3 separate regions of the Xenopus tropicalis genome follow, and all the other regions are linked to region 2. A link is a contact called in public Hi-C data. All regions are on one chromosome and are shown on one strand. Each heading gives the region's core, a stretch centred on a gene start, on an enhancer-like site or on the middle of the called end of the contact. The rest is flanking DNA. Distances are from core to core; before and after follow the strand shown.

The links. Hi-C and Micro-C count contacts between places; a contact is called where the count stands out from the background.
Region 1: a Hi-C map of neurula embryo shows a contact between it and region 2, with 1.9 times the contacts expected there. The contact joins two enhancer-like sites. A contact is called at or near these places in 2 of 5 Hi-C or Micro-C datasets (neurula embryo and tailbud embryo).
Region 3: a Hi-C map of neurula embryo shows a contact between it and region 2, with 2.2 times the contacts expected there. The contact joins two enhancer-like sites. A contact is called at or near these places in 3 of 5 Hi-C or Micro-C datasets (brain, neurula embryo and tailbud embryo).

The regions. Positions count from the first base shown.
Region 1 is chr6:117,102,098-117,106,558 of UCB_Xtro_10.0, forward strand. No RefSeq gene overlaps it. Among named protein-coding and RNA genes, the nearest start is that of chd7, 29 kb to the right of the region's middle. Within about 2 kb of position 2,979, at least 3 of the 11 cell types and tissues checked have an H3K27ac peak or open chromatin away from gene starts, as enhancers often do. A contact at or near this core is called in neurula embryo, where this site is marked.
Region 2 is chr6:117,041,882-117,046,053 of UCB_Xtro_10.0, forward strand. No RefSeq gene overlaps it. Among named protein-coding and RNA genes, the nearest start is that of chd7, 90 kb to the right of the region's middle. Within about 2 kb of position 2,835, at least 1 of the 11 cell types and tissues checked has an H3K27ac peak or open chromatin away from gene starts, as enhancers often do. A contact at or near this core is called in neurula embryo, where this site is marked.
Region 3 is chr6:116,990,580-116,994,474 of UCB_Xtro_10.0, forward strand. rab2a (ras-related protein Rab-2A) reads left to right here. Exons shown (of 8, transcript XM_002936111.4): 8 at 3,596-3,895. The coding sequence ends at 3,688. Among named protein-coding and RNA genes, the nearest start is that of rab2a, 46 kb to the left of the region's middle. Within about 2 kb of position 2,107, at least 8 of the 11 cell types and tissues checked have an H3K27ac peak or open chromatin away from gene starts, as enhancers often do. A contact at or near this core is called in neurula embryo, where this site is marked.

The DNA of each region.
Region 1 (4,461 bases), core at 1,729-4,228, 60 kb after region 2:
TGTGGCCACAAAAATGGTCATGGTAATAAACTATTTCGCTGCACTTTGCAGGCATTTCTTTTTGTCCCTCTTTACATTTTTCATGTATGTATAAAATCCCTCTCTTAAAGAAGCATTTCTGTAATAATTATCTGGGCCATCCTGGAATTAAAAGGAAAAACTGGACTGCCAATCCCAGCATATATATATTAGCATATGTGCCTCACATACGAGGCTACTCTCCCATTGTAATGGAACTACAGAGCCCTTTATATTTTAAATTAGGGATGCACAAATCCAATTTTTTGGGGGATTTGGCCAAATCCCAAATCTTTCACAAAGTATTTGGCTGAATCCCCAACCGAATCCAAACCCTAATTTCCATATGCAGATTTAGGTAACAAAGAGGGGGGAAATCCTGCCAAAAAAAGGCTACAATTCAACCAGACCAGACCTTGGGACTTGGTGCATCCCCTTTTCCCATTGGAGTTGCTTTTGAAGGTTTAATATGCTCGATGCATTGGAGCCATATCTGGCAACTTGCCTTTTCTACATTATAGACTAAAGACTGATCAGAAAATTTTAGGAAAACTCATACAAAACAATTGGACCAGACTCAGTGACCAAGAGGTAGGTTCAAGCACTCATGCTCAAGCTAACATTTTATGAGCCTCTACAAACATATTTGTTATCACATATTCCTCACTTGACCATGGCCATGAACTGATCAATTAAAACCTTTGATTTGTTTTCTCTACATCCTTTCTGATTAAGAAGAAATATGACAATTTCTTACTTAAAAGACTTACAGACAACTGTTTCTCTCAAAGAGGATCATCCATATGGAACCCCTGAGAAAACAACTGTATTGGACCAACCCATACTATACCAGTGATCCCCAACCAGTGGCGCGGGGGGCAACATGTTGCTCACCAACCCCTTGGATGTTGCTCTCAGTGCCCCCAAACCAGGTAGTTATTTTTGAATTCCTGACTTGGTGGCAAGTTTTGGTTGAATAAAAAACAAGAATTACTACCAAATAAGGCCCCCTGTAAGCTGATAGTGTGCATAGAGGCTGCCTAATAGCCAATCTTAGCCCTTATTTAGCACCTCCATGAACTTTTATGGTGCTTGTGTTGCTCCCCAAGTCTTTTTACATTTGACTGTGGCTCACAAGTAAGAAAGGTTGGGGACTGCTGCTATACGCAGTGGTGCATCAATGCTTAGCACCCTTACTGGTCCTCCCATAATTCAGATTTTACTGAATAATGGGTTTCTAAATAAGGGATCCCATAATTCACCAAACGAGCGGATCATGACATGTATGGCCACCTTAAGTCAGTCATCCATTCCTTGTGCCGCCATGTTGTTTGCTTCCCTAAATGGGTCTTTTAATCTGCTGGTTAAAGCCTAAAATATCAGGATAATTTTGTAATGGCACATGGTTCAGTGTATAGCATTGCTGCCTTGTAGTAGCACTGAGGTGCTGAGTTTTATTCCAACCTAGGTACAATTTGCAAGAAATTTGATCCATTTTTTTGTGGGTGTCCTTCGAATATTCTCGTGCACTCCAAAAGCATTCAGGCAGGTTAATTAGCTCTTAATGAAACTGACCCTAGTGTGCTGAGTTAGGGCCATGGCCCAGGGAGAGATCAGTCGATCAGTTGATCGGTTAATATTGGCTACCACTGGCAACTAATCTTCTCAAAATGCCTTCTACTGGCAATAAAGTGAATTGCCAGTGCCATATGAGTTGCTTCGTTTTCCCAGTGCAAGTTTCCTCCTGCACTTTATTGCCAGGGGGAAGGTATTTTGAGGAGATTAGTTGCACTAGGTAGCTGAAATTTAATGGCAGGTGATTCATTTTCCCATGGGCCATAGTCCATGTGTTAGGAACTTTAGATAGTAAACTCACAGGGCAGGGGCTGTAATGAATGATGTGCATTTTACAATATTTGTGCATAAGTGTGCCACTGCTATATAAGTTAATGTTGGTAAATAAGTTAAAATGAGCAGTGTGGCACTAGAAATCTTTTTAAGGCATGGGCGTAGGCATCTAAAATGGTTATTGCTTATCTACACCATGAGAAGGATCATGCATTTATATTTTTTGGTTTTATTTTTGATGTATAATGTTGTTATCATGGCTAGATTTATACATAGGCACCTGTTAGCCCATGCCTAGGCCAGCAACTTTAGGGGACTCAATGGCAGACACTTGTGGCTAAATCCAGCAGCAAAGTAAAGGGGGTACCACTTCCTTTTGTGGAGAGGAATGCTCTGTCCAAAGGTGGGTGGGGGGAACATTCACTCAAATGTCCTGTGCCTAGGGCAGACAGAAATACGGCCCTGGTTGTTGGGGGTGGTAGAGATCCATTCATTATTGTTATTATTATTACTTGATTAAAAATGGCAACATATAACAATCCTCCTCAGCATTGCATGACAGAAGGTTGTATATATCAACATACAAATGATATACAAATGCTAACAATTATGGTGCAGGGATATTTTTAAAGGTAATGATTGTATAACACATACAGAAACTTTACCAGGAAACCCCATACCCAGAAAGCTCTGAATTACAGGAAGTCCATCTCCCATAGAGTCCAGTTTAAGCAAATAATATTTTTTTAATGATTTCTTTTCAGTAATGATAAAACTGTACCTTGTACTTTATGGTAACTAAGAAGCAGGAACCCATATTGGTGGTGGCAAAACAATCCTATTGGGTTTATGTAATGTTTAAAAGGTTTTTAGTAGACTTAAGGTATGGTGATCCAATTTATGAAAAAATACAATAATCCAAAAAACTGTAGGTCTGCAATTCTGGATAACAGATCTTATACCTGTACCATATATCAAAGGTTCCTAATACTGTTGTTCTGCCACCCAGGGAGCCCAAATCAGTGGAAGGCATGACTAAAATCATGCAGACTGGACTTATTTGTTGCTCTGGATACTACTGAAACAAAAGCAGGGGCTCTGTTACAACAAAGCAGCCTGGAGGGGCTTGAGTACAGGAAGTCTGACACCCACAGCAATAGGGGCCACGAGGTCAAAAGACAAGATAAGGAAGCAACCTGCATGGAATGTATGTTAAAAAAATGTGCTGGTCATTTCTAAAGGGATAAATGGGAAGTATAAATTGCTCTTATCAGGATTCTGATGCCTTTAATGGCACAAGAGAATAAAAAGGCAGTGTACATTTCATCTCATTAATAGTCTGCATTACTGGAAAGCACAATAGTCATCCCCTGCTCCCCTGTGTACTACACTAGATGACTTCATCTCTCTCCCCACCGCACTGCTGTTTGATACAGAGCACCGATAAGTCATGGGATGCTGTTTATATGAATCATTGGTTTGCGTGTCTGCCCCTCACACACACACCGGGCTACAGCGGGGGGCTGAAAAGAGTTACCCCTCTAAATAACCCTATTTAAATAGAATGCTAGAATTAAACGCTGCAGTACAGAGCACAGAAGGGGGGGGGGGCGATTCTTAGCTAAAGTTTAAGGTAACAGCTTGAGCATCTGTTCTATTATACATAACAGGCTTTTGTTGCGGTTGGTATCATTTATCAAAGAAGCCCTGCAAGATCGATGTTCTTTCACAAAGGCCCCTGAATGGCCACATAGAAATGAAGTTTATTGAACAACTGCAGAGTGTAACTTTGACCAGTCCTGTCTTAGAGGCACTAATTGCTGGGTATAAACTGGCTAAACTGACCAGAATGGCAGCTTATAAATGAAGAATATTGGAACAAATTCTCTGATGCATAATGGCTGGTGACTTAGGGTTATAGTATAGGGGCCATTTTCTCTACCCACATAGTTCAGCTGGCAGAGAAGCGCCCGAAATGTTCTATGCCCCCTCACATTGACTTTCGCAGGAACTGGCTTGGTCTCAGCCAGGCTGAGAAATCGCTGTTTCCATTTAAGTCAATGGGAGGTGTCAGGGTGTCACATTCAAGTGGTTATAAATATTTGAATTATTTATTTAGTATATATATATATATAGGGCAGATTTATCAAAATGTGAGATTAGCGCTCATCACAGAAAAATTCACCTTCTGTTTATTCCTATGGGATTTTTAGAAGCGTATTTATCAATGTGAGAGTTAGAGTTTACTATTTGATAAATACGCTTTTAAAAATCCCATAGGAATAAATAGAAAGTGGGTAAATTTTTCTGTTATGACCTCAGATCTCACATATTGATAAATCGGTCCCTATGATTAAGTACTAAATGCACAAAACACGTAAGGCAATGTGCCCTAATTTTGTTTACAATTACAATTCTTTTACTATTGCCTGTCCATGGGATCTGTCATTGCCTGCCTTTGATTTTGTATGGACTACCTCCCGAGCTGTAGGTTTGGGGCTTGCACATCCAGAACCCAAATTGTTACTGATGAGCTACTGACATGGCCAATTCACTACTCTTTTAATTTGTTTATTATATTTTTTCCAAAGGCCC
Region 2 (4,172 bases), core at 1,585-4,084:
TGGCAGTGGATGTCATCTACTTACAAACTTAGGTGGACACATTGGGGAAAGCTATGTTTGTTTGGTGATCTCACCAAACAGGCTAATCTTATAATGTATGGCTGCCTTTACTGATTACTTTGTCTAGAATTAGTGGTCAAGATCATTCCAAATGATGACCATCTCTGAGGGATCTGCACCTTTCTTTGTCAGCTTACAGAGTGAGTAATAATATTTTAAAAAACCCACGAAGACCCTTTCAGTTGTTCCAATCTCAAAAGGACATTGCCAATGTTTCGCAATCATGTTCGTAAATGTCCAAATTCCTTTTAATAAACACATAAAAAGACAACATGCATCCTAAAACGATTGCATTTACAACACTCCAATATGGAACAAGCCTACAGCTATGGAACAAAAGTTACCTTACCAGCTAGGTTTTTGCCATTATCTGCAAAATATCTCACAGCTAGTCAGTTATTACCTGTAAAAAAACCAGTGTGCTAAAACACTCATCCATTCAAAACCTGCATCACAACTTTAATTCCACTGTTCAATTTAAACACTGCCTTTGTAAAAAGCATTTAAGATCACTACCTACCACTGGTTTACCTTTCTCATCTGTCATAGAAATGTCTCTGTCTTCCTGCTTATCTGCCTGTCTCTCTTGCTCAGGTTTATCATTTTTATGGAACTTTTATGTCCATTTTATGAAGTTTTACATTTTCTGCTTGCATTGCCCACATAAAGTGAGACAAAGACCCCCCACAAACTGTTCCATTTGCTTGGTTAAATAAAAGAATCACATTGCAATTTCACCATATGAACATCCAGGTATTGCAGCACAGGAAATATCACAGCTTAAATATTTTCTGTTAACACACAAATAAAGTAATGTACCATACACAATCCTATTCTTCCCTTAACTATCGCAGCCCAGTCACATTTTATGCCCACATTTTCCTACTGTTCCACTAAGTTGTTTTTTTTACCTGTACTGCTAAATTTTACCATGTCTAGTGTAAGGCTGCTTATTCTATTAAATGTACTTACCCTAAAGGAGTGAGTATCATTTCAACTTTTTCACCAGCATCCCCTTATCCAATCTACATCCACACACAACTTTTCTCCTCAACAGTGATCCTCAGAACTGTATTTTGCTTTATATGATGGAGGCACATAGGGACTGATTCACTAAAGGGCGATAACACTTATCGCATGCTTTTTGCGTTAAAAAGCACGCGATAAATAAGTACCGATTCATCAAAATCATTTCGCATGCATTAAGACGCAATATCGCTATGTGTTATTAACCTCGCATTGCGTTAATTCTCACATAGAAATAATACTAACGCATGATTCACAAACATATATGAAGCGTTAAACATGCTAAATATCACATTAGTCTGTGCGAAGATTAACACCTACTTGGGGCAGGCGGTACTTAAAGAAAATTGTGGTTCGTGAGCTTTTGGCAACACAACATGGACTTTGCAGTGGGATTTTTTCAAGTATGTGTTGGCCCTAGAGTGATGCATCCTCCAGTTTTCAGGGAAATGGGCATTTTCAGAACAGTAGTTTTCTGAAAGTAATGGTTACGTGCATAAAATCGTGCGCTAATATAGCACGTGGCGAAATATATCGCGCGCAGCGGGAAATAACGCAAGAAAATCGCTCATCGCTAGTTAAATAATGCAAAGAACATTGCGTCTTAATTATGACGCCTGTCCTTTTAGTGAATCGAGCGTTAAGTCACAAAAAATAAGAAGCAATAACATTTTTAACGCATGCTATAAATAGCGCTTGTAAATCAGCCCTATAGTCTGCTATAGTTTTAGATTTTTGTTCCCTCTTCACTTTTGCCTGGCTATCTTCAAAGGCCATAGTCGGTTCCAATGTACCCTCTGCCAGTATTCTTGAATTAAAGTTTAGGAAATATTCCATACCATCACTCTGCCTACATTAAAGTAAGTGCCACCCTCTTTGACTTCTATAGGAAGTTGACAGAAGCCCCACTATGGGACTAAAGATAAATAATCAGTAACAATTTGAATAGTAAAACATCTTGGGTGATTCTGTGCAATTCTGATTTTTTTTAGGGGGTGGATTAATCTTCCTGTTACTCATCTGCATGGCTCATAGGCAATCCACTTACAACTTTCATTTATTTCTTTGTAACGTTGGGCAGGTGCCTTATTTGCCTGAAACTCAAACATGAAAATTAGATTGCATGCTCCACTTAGCAGTCACGCACCTTGGCTAAACAAATGAATGAATGTAGAACCTAAAATTAATTGTACTGTATAGGAAAAAATATACTGTCATATGCTTTTTATGTGTAATTTAGTTATATTTATGTTTTTTTTCATGTGGAAAAGGCCAATGAAATGTGGAAAATATATCAGGCAGAGTCAGACTCTTCTAACAGGCACTCAGTAGCTCTGAATAATGAGAGCTGTTATTAAATAACAACATTCATGTTTTCATGCAACAGCTTATTTCAGTCACAAGGGGTTACTGGTTTTCTGGGAAAAAGTAAAAAAAAATAGTATAAAATAGTATACAATAAAAACAGTATAAAATAAAATATTATACTGTAGCGACAATTGTCTATAGTTGTTTACCATATAATATTTTTATACAGTTAAATAGGGATCTAAATATTTCCATGGCTTCCGCTACATGGTTTCATGTGGATTCTGGCAAATGCCAGAGGGGCAGCTGTAAGATTCCAGAGCCAATTGTGAATCCCAATCCGGACCTGGGTTTAGAAAGTAGATGCTTTTCAGGCCGTCCACCGCTCTGCTCTGTGTGGCCGCACTCAGGCCGTTACTGTAGTTTTTAGTGCAGGCACACGGGGCAGCATAGGCAAGTGGATCCGCTTCTCTCAGCAGGGCTTAGATAAGCGGATATACCCACCATGTTCCCTTGCCCTTAAGCTGTGAGAAGGTACAGGTCCAGCTTCTTACTCTTTTTTTTTCGTGAGGTGTTTTATAGAACAAATGCTTCTTCCTGATATCTAGCAACGTATGTTGCTGCGACTTAGCACAGCGACCCTGGCTGCTGGACATGGCTAAAACTGTCATATGACATTACAATTTGATTTTATTTGGGGCATACAGTAGAACACCCGTTTTAGGTTTTTCAGGGGACCACAAAAATAGTGTAAAATGAGGGAAAATGTAAAATCAGGATATGTAAAATTGAGGTTTCACTGTATTTACTTTGGAAAATATGGAGTTTAGTGTTCCTTTAAAGGAGAATGCAAGTCAAAATTTAAAAAGCATACTGCCCAATAGTCCTCCTATTGTTTAGTAAAAACGCCACACTTTTGGCTCACCTAATCAAATATTTACTCACACTTACTTCACATTTTCTAGAACAGGCAGCCATCTCTAAAAAGGTATTCTCCCTTCCTTTCCCTCCTTGCTTCATACTGCACATGTGTTTCATTCCCTCCCCCCTCCCCTCTGCCATATCCGCTTCTGATTGGCTGGTGGGCATGTGTAGCTCAGAACAGGAGACAGGATCAAGTTACACACATGCTCAGAGAATAGGAAGGCTGCCGCTGGCACCTACAGGAAGGGGAGAGAGATTTCAGTGATGTCACTGTAGTCTTCACACTGCTGTAGGCTGCCAGCACCATATCTCAGAGAAGCAAGCAGGGATCTGGGAATTTAGATATGCAGTAAGTACTTAAAAAGAATGCCTTTAGACTTACTTTTAATTTATATTAACCTTTCCTTGTCCTTTAAGGCTTTTTGTTAGTTCAAACTTTGGTCAGATTCCAGGAATAAGTTAAGTCCAACTTAACCAACTGGTCATATTAGCCAATTTTGATCAAACTAAACTGGGCAATACAATAAAAATAAAATGGTATTATGAATTCTAATAGTTACATGGGAATTGCACATTTTTCATTTCTTTGTGATTCCATGAATGCAACTGATGCTATAGCTACAGCCTGATAGGGGTCTGTCAGTTGAAAGAATAGTGGTAGGAAGTCCACCCTGGATGCATTGTGGACACAAGCTTGATTTGTTGTTTAGAACATAGTGGATAATATATAGTTTTCTTACTGGGGGTGCAGTGCAGCGAATATTTGTTTTTTCCATAGAGTGTGGTACAGGGTTGAGCCATGTTGCATTATTTGCTGGGAGAAAGGTGGAAGGAACCTGCCTAGAAGTATGGGA
Region 3 (3,895 bases), core at 857-3,356, 52 kb before region 2:
GTGTAAATGGAGGACTTTCATTTCAAGCACTAGTTGTTTCTAAAGCCCAGATACTGCAAGGGCCGCCACCTGGCTCAGTTCTGACTATCACTGGGTTTGTTTCTCTTTTCTTTTCCTATTTTTTTCGAGAAGGTTTGATCACTTGATTGGATTATTACGTTTGTCGAATGTCCATGTATTCTTTTCAACAGAGTATATTGTGCATTGACGTTTCCTTAAAAATGCAGAATTATTCTTATGTGTATTGTTTGGTTCAAATCGTCCCTTAAGCTGTTTGTTATCTTGGATGAACCAATCGTTGTTATTGAATAGCTTGAGTTTATTGGGTTTTTATGCTATCCCAAGCTGCTTCTCTGTACCGCGAATGAATGAATTGTTTGCAAATTGTTAATGCATCTTTAAAGAACAGTAGTTATTTGCCTTATTTCCCCATAAACTGACTGTGGAGCATGAGAACATAGGATATTCTGCTCACTCTTCTTTGTGTACATTAGTGCATATGAGCAGGAGCTGCCATACTGATGCCTCTGATACATGTCAGTTAATAACTTGCAACATTCCTCAACTACCTACAGACACTGGAGGCCATTCAGATTGGTGAGTTTAGTTTTCAAGCTTAGACTTCTACCAAGAAATGAGCATGTGGCAGGTAAAGCTTTGGCTATACATGGTCGAAAAACATTTCAGCCTCTCCAGCCCACTAGCGGCTGATTGGCCCAAGTATGGTGCGCTCAGGACTGCCTGTCTGTGTGAGATTGGCAAGATATCTGTCAGGCAAGTTTGAAAGTCCCATCTGATGAGGATTGCATTGGTGCCTTGATGTGGGTCTCACCCATTAGGGCCACAGAATTATCTGATTGTTGGCCCCAATACCAACTTTCATATAAGCCAAATGAGCAAATCTTTAATTATATGGCATTGGTGACACTTACTGTGTAAATGCAAATATGCAGTGTGACCCCTATATATAGTAATGCATGATGGACAAGTTACACATGTAGCCAGCCCCCAGCAGCCAGTAAATGCTGCACTATTCAATATCTTTTCATAAAAATGTTCTTTTGTTTTAGTAGGGCCACATGTAGCCACCAGGCCATCTGGCTTCTCTTCTAAAGAAAAAAAAACATGGGGGAAAAACAGCCTTTAGAGTACCCTTATAATGTGTATTAAGCATTTTATTTAAGTTTGCATCCAACATCTTGGTTATACCAATGTCAGTTTTCCCCCCCTCGTGCAACAGTCTGATCCCCTCCCCCTTGTGCAACAATCTGATCCCCTCCCCCTTGTGCAACAGTCTGTTCCCCCCCCCCTTGTGCAACAGTCTGATCCCCTCCCCCTTGTGCAACAATCTGATCCCCTCCCCCTTGTGCAACAGTCTGTTCCCCCCCCTCGTGCAACAGTCTGTTCCCCCCCCTCGTGCAACAGTCTGATCCCCCCCCTCGTGCAACAGTCTGATCCCCCCCCTCGTGCAACAGTCTGATTCCCCCCCCTGTGCAACAGTCATTCCCCCCCCTCGTGCAACAGTCATTCCCCCCCCCTCGTGCAACAGTCTGATCCCCCCCCCTCGTGCAACAGGGTGATCCCCCCCCCTCATGCAACAGTGTGATCCCCCCCTCGTGCAACAGTCTGATCACCCCTCGTGCAACAGTGTGATCCCCCCCTCGTGCAACAGTGTGATCCCCCCTCGTGCAACAGTGTGATCCCCCCCTCGTGCAACAGTGTGATCCCCCCCTCGTGCAACAGTGTGATCCCCCCCTCGTGCAACAGTGTGATCCCCCCCCTCGTGCAACAGTCTGATCCCCCCCCTCGTGCAACAGTCTGATCCCCCCCCCCTCGTGCAACAGTCTGATCCCCCCCCCCTCGTGCAACAGTCTGATCCCCCCCCCTCGTGCAACAGTCTGATCCCCCCTTCGTGCAACAGTGTGATCCCCCCCCTGTGCAACAGTGTGATCCCCCCCCTCGTCAACAGTCTGATCCCCCCCCTCGTGCAACAGTCTTCTGATCCCCCCCCCCTCGTGCAACAGTCTGACACCCCCCCAGACCACAGTGCCTACTTTGTTCCCAATCCCCTGCCACCTCGCAGACCACATCCCCAGTGCCTTTGTGCCTGTCTCCCTCCCGTCCCCCTGCTATTATCTCATTGCCTTTGTCTTGCCCAGTGAATGTGGCTATGACACTTGGGGGAGGGGGGATCAGACATTATTCAGAGCCAGTAATGCGAATATAAAAAGCTTCAGGAAAGTTGAGTAGGTCGTGCCTGATTGGTCGCTGGAGTTCCTTGTCCCGATGTGGTTTCATACAGCACCTGGCTGGGCTCCCTGTGCCTCCGCGCCGCTCTGATTGCAATCTGCCTACAGAACTGGACCTCTGTGCTACTTGCTTGGTTCTGGGCCAAGTCTGCTTCTGGCCCTCGCTACCAGCTAAGAGGGGCAAAACCCAGGGAGCCACAGGGCATGCTTTTCATTAAAGAGAACTCAGAGAAACCACATCAGCTGCTGTCAATAAGGAAGCACTGCCAGAAACCCCAAGGCTACTACAGTTGCAGAACAACTGCCAAGCACTATAAATCTGACATTTACTGTGACGCAAAGTTTCCTTAAGAGCTTATTTTGTGAAAGCTACTGTATTCCTTCCCTCCTCCCCCTTAAAGTGCTGCCTTCTTAGGTGGAATCCACTTGAGGGAGCAAGCGTTAAGATATAAGTGTGATCTTGATGAATGAAAGGAGCTGCGCCGTGTGTGGGTTGCTGGCCGACTGCCATGTCTTTGGGGATCATAGAAATTATTGATGACACAGAACACTTGTATGGCTCCACTCTCCAACGCTCATTCAGCATAGAAAGGGAGCACGCAACAGAATCTGGGGAAAGCGCGATTTCTTAGCTGCTTTCTTCTATCTTACCTCGCCAGACACCCCAGAGCCTGGCGTTATATGTAGCTTTGTGCAGACTACACTGTAACTGCTATTCTTGCAGGTTTAAACACATGGACATAATAGGCTCTCACACACTCCCTGCTATTAGTCCGCGCAACTGAAACTCTGTGTTGTAAAGAACAGCAGCCAATGCAGCCACTAGCTTGGGGCACCTCAAGGAACTTACCCCCTGGGCCCCTACCCCCAATGTGGTTTTTTCCTTCAGATGAAAGTGTGAGCTTATCAGTGCCTCTGTATGAACTTCCATAATATATATAATAAACACAATATATCATATAATGAACTAGAGAAATGTGTTGAACTTACAGAACTATAGTTATATTTAAAAAACACTTAAGTGATTATATTCATATATGGGTGCCAGTTTTAGGGGGTGCCTTTTTTAAAAACAAAAAAAACAATCCCCCTAGTCCACAAGCATAGCGGTGGAGGATGGGTGGAAGCCCCACTTTTCAGAATCTTCTACAGAAACGTCCCTCCATTTCCAATGCGGGTAAATGGGCCGAATGCAAAACCAAGTAGAACTGCAGGATTCCTATTCATAGGGTGCAGAACAAGGCTTTATTTATAAGGCTCACATTAAACATGATAATTATAATGAGCTGAAATAATGAACTTTTGCATTTATTCGGGAATTAAATTCTATTTTCTAATTGCAACAGGCGAATGGCATTAAAATCGGACCACAACATTCAACACCAGGTTCACCCGGATCACATCTCGGAGGACAGCAGGCTGGCGGTGGATGTTGTTGAACCTGTTTTCCCTCTGAAGATCCAAGATGGGCGAATTGCTTGTTCATAGGCTATTTACTTGTTCTTTTACTGTCTCCTCCTCCCTGCCCCGCCCTTCCCTCCGCCCCCTCCTTCCCAAAATTTCGATGTTCACTTTAAAGACAGATTTCAGAAATTGTATTCATACGGTATCTATTTGCTTTTTGATTTCTAGGTCTATTGATTGTG